Linked DNA regions of Sus scrofa: region 1 is linked to region 2. Evidence: chromatin contacts called from public HiChIP or PLAC-seq data. All regions are on one chromosome and are shown on one strand. The core of a region is the stretch at or near the end of the contact, and the rest is flanking DNA. Distances in the headings are between cores, read along the strand shown. Region 1 holds the start of TNFAIP8 (TNF alpha induced protein 8). Region 2 holds the start of DMXL1 (dmX-like protein 1).

The links. HiChIP or PLAC-seq counts read pairs in DNA pulled down with a chosen protein or histone mark.
Region 1: a contact with region 2 is called in an H3K27ac HiChIP or PLAC-seq map of skeletal muscle, with 2.6 times the contacts expected there. The contact joins the promoter of TNFAIP8 here to the promoter of DMXL1 in region 2. A contact is called at or near these places in 1 of 5 promoter capture datasets (fetal liver) and 2 of 2 datasets of contacts at active chromatin or transcription factors (alveolar macrophages and skeletal muscle).

What each region holds. Positions count from the first base shown.
Region 1 is chr2:123,241,958-123,244,675 of Sscrofa11.1, reverse strand. It overlaps TNFAIP8 (TNF alpha induced protein 8), which reads right to left and starts at 1,425. Exons shown (of 2, transcript NM_001244505.1): 1 at 1,242-1,425. The coding sequence starts at 1,314.
Region 2 is chr2:123,001,726-123,004,425 of Sscrofa11.1, reverse strand. DMXL1 (dmX-like protein 1) reads right to left here and starts at 1,349. Exons shown (of 46, transcript XM_021084665.1): 1 at 689-1,349. The coding sequence starts at 775.

The DNA.
Region 1 (2,718 bases), core at 176-2,675, 240 kb before region 2:
TACTGTAAATTGCCATTTAAAAGACAGAAAAGGAAAGCGTCCAGCAGCAGGACAGAGAACACAGCAGCAAGGAAACATTAACCGCCCCCCCAGCTCCACATCAAGCTCAAAAACAGTGCTCCTAGCTGTCATTTTTCATTCACACCAGCCCCATATTTCTATTACACAAGCCTCTTTTTTACTGACTGCTTCCCTTGCAGGGCACAAGGTAAATGCCAGCCCTTTACTTTGGGAGGGGAATCAATAAAAGACAAGATGAGGAAAAGAGTTTCAAGGGCTCCCTCTGACTGATATCTAGCAAATGGAGAAATGATGGGGTTCCTTTCTGCTCCTCAGAGCTGCCCTGATTGACTTGAAAGTTACCAGTTTCTTCAGAGGCTACTTGAAAAGAAATTTCAGTCTCCTTTCTTATTCTCTAATTTTCCCCAACCATCCCCACTCCTACCTCAACTCACAAGAGGGCTTTTGTATACATGAAGCTTCAGGAAACAAAGCATACAAACACTCACGCACAAATAAACTCCCCACACTAACACCCGCGTATAATTGTGTTTGGGTTGGAGCTTTTCCAGCCCTGTCACCCGTTCTCTGTTAGGAGTAAGTGAAACCCTTGGCTTCGGCAAAGTTAGAAACAGACAAACTCAGTTTCAAGCTGCACAAGGCCTCCCTCATATCGTGCATGCGCCCCCCCCCCCCCACAAGCCCCCAACAAAATAAATCCGTGGCTAAAAAGCCAGCAAGGAAAAAAAGAAAAAAGAAAAAACCTACTCTCCGAATAAAAATTTTTCACTTCTCCCCCTCGCTTCCCCTTTTGGCCGGAAACACAGCTTTTCCAACTTCTGAAACCCGTTTCAAGGGACCCTAGACTCTTAGGGGTCCTATTCCAGAGGATCCGGCTTTCAACTGTCCTGATACAGGCAGGCAGCGCTCTTCCAAGGATAGTTTGCTTTCTTGGAATCAATACTGGGGCCGTTTCGTTTCCAGGGAAATCTCAAAGGCAGCTTTTCTTGGGCTGGCCGAGCTAGGTCCGACTCTCCCTCCCCTCTCCTCTGAACTGCCGCTGGTTGACAAGGGTACAGGGTTCGGCGCATTCCGGTCTAAGGGAGCTTCGAAGGCGCAGGGAAAGCAGACAAAGTACCCATCGCTCCCTTTTAAACTCCCGTCTGGTCCCCTACTCCGCACTACGTCCACATTCCTCCGCAGAACTTGGTGGGAGCCCCCCAGCGATATCAAAAACATACCTTCCTTAGATTCTTCTGCTTCGGAGTTCATGGTGTCAGGGTGAGCAGCTGCAGGGGCGACCACCGCTGACATGGACTCGGACGAGCTGCAAATGTGCTTGGACGCCAAAACCCGCACACGACAGAAAATAAAAGGAAGGAAAGCCACTAAAATCAAAACCTCCGCGGGGCGGGAGGGCTGGTTCTAGTGCAGGGATTTTCAGGGGGAAAGTTCTGCAGAGTGACGAATCGCGTCTCAGTTGGGCGGCAGGAGTCCGCCCCCGGGGCCCGCGCGCCCCAGCCCGTCGTCGCCGGGAACCGGCGGCTGGTGGCTGGGTGCATGCAGGTGGGGCTGACTCTGCGCTGGGGCCAGCACGGCAGGGGCGGGGGAACCTTCAGGGTCCCAGACCCGCCATGCCTGGGAAATCTATACACAGGGAAGAAAGAAAGTCTCATCTCAGCTCGCGCTGGTGTTTTACATAAATCATAAATGCATAGGCAGGCACAGAAATGCTTCTGAATCTTTAGGTTGCTTTTTTGCAGGCCCGTGTAACTTTCCGAGTCTCGGGATCTTAGCCGCCCAAAATGAACGCTTTTCAAACTGCTCGGTTTCGTACGTTACTTTTGGAAGAAAGTAATAGGGATATGGATCCATGGGGCTGGAAAGACCTGCTTCACAAGCCCAAGATGGGGGGCCTTTTGAAGAAAGAGTGTGTGTGGGGGGGGCCCTCACCCCTTACCTTTGCACAGGAAAAGCAGACTAGGCGGTTTACTCATTCAGTATAATCAGAGCGATCACTCTTACTCAAACCCGACCAGGTGAACTACCGCCTCTGCAGCTGCCCCAAGGGCCCTCCGCAAAGGAAGGGGAGGACTCCTCCCAAGGAACTAGTAACTCCTTGGGATTAATTCCACCCAAAAAGCCCCAAAGAGGGGAGATATTTATGCTTCTGAAATGCTGACAAAAGCTGGAGAGCCTGGAGAACAGATCTCAATTCTGCCCCCTGGTCGTGTCCACAAGCTCCTACAACTGGCTGAATAGGAGTCCTCAATCTTTCCTTGAGAAGTGGGGACAGGGGCTGGCACCCACATACCTGTCTTACTGAGGTATTTTGCAGAGCTCTAGTTTTATTACCAATCTAGGGCAAGAGATCCTCAAATAACATACCTGAAAGATCCATTAGGAAATTGTGAGAAAAGTTACATTCTTTTAATAAATTTATTTTCCAGCTGCTTTCTTTTTCTTCATTTCCTCCCTTTTTTTAATATGGGCAAAAAAAAAAAAAAAAAAGCAAGAAGAGAAGCTCTACAGTACATCAGGAAGTTCAGTGAAAAGAATATACAAAAGATAGACATTTAAATAGACATTTCTCCCTCTCCTCCTCTGGAAAAGGAGGATTAAAAAAAGTATTATGTATTATACAGATTTATGTGTTGTATTAAGTAAGGTAATATAAGCAAAAAGTGATATGAAAACCGTAAAATCCAACACAGATTA
Region 2 (2,700 bases), core at 100-2,599:
CACTTTCAGGAAACCTTAACCTGAAATTACCACTACATAGCAAAGAGGAGTTTTACTGAAAAAACAGTAATTCAACTTTTAGTAATTAATACGAACAATCTAAAATAAAAGTTTCCCAGGACTACTCAACTGTACGATATTCAAAAGATGGCAGGAGTGAACTATTTACAAAAAATATTTTTTTCTTTCCAGTTATCCTTCAGTGAATTTAAAGGAAAGCAAATGAAAAGCACTGTTTTTCACTATATTTTACCCAGCGCTAGTTGATAGCAAACAATTAGTAACTGTGTTTTTAAGGCACACACTCTTTTTCAACTACAAAGATACTTGACCTTTAGAGTAAGAACTGAAACCAATCCCAACTATTCCTAAACTTGACAACATTACACAGCAATGATTCCTGGATAAACGACTTTGGTAAACCAGCCCGAAGACGTCAGATGAAAAACTTTAAAAAAAACTACAAAACACTCTAACTTCCGAGTTCAGTCGGTACAAGGGTTTCTGCCTCCTTGGTCCTCAAATGCCAGGTTCGCCGCCGTAAAGGGCGGGAACCTTCGTTGGGGATGTGGGGACCCTCGTGAGGGAGACGAGGCTTTCTCGGCCTCTGCCTGGCATTCTGGGCCGAGGCCGGCTGACTCAGGGGCGCGGACTCGCCGCGGGCGACGCGAGAGCCTCCCTCACTCACCGTGAATCGCTGGTCGCCGACGCTGCCCACGGAGAAGCAGTGGTCGCCAGGGTTCACAGCCCCGGTCAGCACCTGGTGTAGGTTCATGTCGGCGTCTTAGTCCAGCAACGGACGTTGCCTCCCGCTCATGCCCAGGGCCAGCTGCCGCTTTCCTCCCTCCCTCTTTCCTTCACGGGCGGCGGCCGGGCTTGGGAGGCGACGGCGGCAGCGACAGGCGCCAGGAGCCGGAGCCACTCAGCCACTGCCCGCAGCTCATCCCGAGCCCCCGCGGGCGAGTCTGGGAGGGGGCGGGCCGGCAAGCGGGAGGAGCACCGCGCGTCCGCGCACCTGTCACAGCCCGCGAGGGCCCAGGTGATGCTCAGTGTTGACCCAGCCGCCGCGACCCCGAGCCGACCCACCGGCCAGGAAGGCCACGCCGTCCGCGACACTCAGTCTGGACTGTGGCTGGCCGGCTGGGACCGAGCCCCAGTGGCGCAAGCAGCACGCGCTCTCCCTCACCACCAGACCTAGCCCTTCCCGGCTCCGGTGCCTACCACCCCCACTGGCCTTCGCTGCTCTCTACGCGTCCCTAAGGCCTTTCGGCCGAAATATCGCGAGATTTCTCGCGGCTATGAGGAATACTGCAGTAAAGAATTTATTCCTGCCACAGTATACGGGTCCGCAAGTGGAAAACACCTCTTTGAGTGAAATATTGGCCAATCCTGAGCTCCCGTTCACCCAAGGCTCCGCCCACCACTGAGGATAGACCAATCTCTTTGAGGCTTGTGAGCGACGTCGTGCGTTTGAATATTCAATGTAAGAAGCCTAGCAAAAGCATAGAGAGCCTTGAATAAACTGAGTGTTGTCAGATTATGCTTTCGTTTAGGGCTTGATCTGACTTTTGGGCCAGAAAGTTAAAAGGGAGAAGTGTATTACAAATGCAGTTGCAGTGTCTTGGTCCTGGTAGAGACTACAAGTCCCAACAAGCACCGCTGCCTTAAGCGGCCCGCGAGTTTGGCCAAGTGAAGGTGAAACTAGAGGCGTCTCAGCGCAGAGTTAACTCTGGTCGAGCGCGTTTCCAGTTCGCTAGAAAGAAAAACTGGGGGAGGTTTCGACCCTTGCTAAGTACTAAATTTAATTTAACATTCGTTTTGAAGTAGTGCTGGTAATAATACTACACCGGCCCACGTTGAGATGGTGTTTTGGGAAAAAAACCTAAGAATTCCAATATGATTAGTGTCACGGCCTCTCACAAACTTTGAGACTCAACTCTAATTGCATTTTGACAGTTTTGTATTATTATTGATAAACATTTGTTTACGTCTTCTCCCATGTACCATGAGCCTCTCAGGGACAAACTGACCTGTATCCCACGTGTCTAGTGCAGTGCCATTTCCAAGGTAGGAGTTCAGAAAACGTTAAATGAGTAGACATAAATAGCAGCTCCCCACCTAAAAAGAGTAGTTGCTTTTTTTTAATGCCAAATTGATTTTGATTTCATACACTTTTCTTTTGGTGAAAAAAAAAAAATGGGAACAAAACCCAAAAAACTTCACACTAATACTTGGATGGGAGGAGTACTAGTAATTTTGTTTTTACTTTCCCTAAGTTTTTTCCGAGGAACATAATTTTTTTTTTTTGCAACTTAAAAATTAACTAAAAATAAGTTTGAGAGCCATCTCCCTATTTTAAATTTGAGAGTTGTAAATGAACGCCCTTATTATATCCCAGTATCCCCATAAAAGTGAAGGATTGAAAACTTGTCTTTAAAAAAGAAAAAACTGTTTTATTGAGGTCTCACATAGTTACAGTTTAGGGTTTGTGTTTTAATTATTAATTCAGATTTATTTAATGTTGCTTTAAGTCAGTTTCATTTTTAAAATCTTAAACCATGATTTTTCTATGTTCAATATAAATTTTGTGTCTAGCCCAAAGTTTAACATGTTTACTCATTCTGTTCTGCCCATCTTTTGGTTTTGAAGTGCAAGTGGTATGACAGAATAAAAGAAACTAAGGAATCTAGCAGTTAGGAA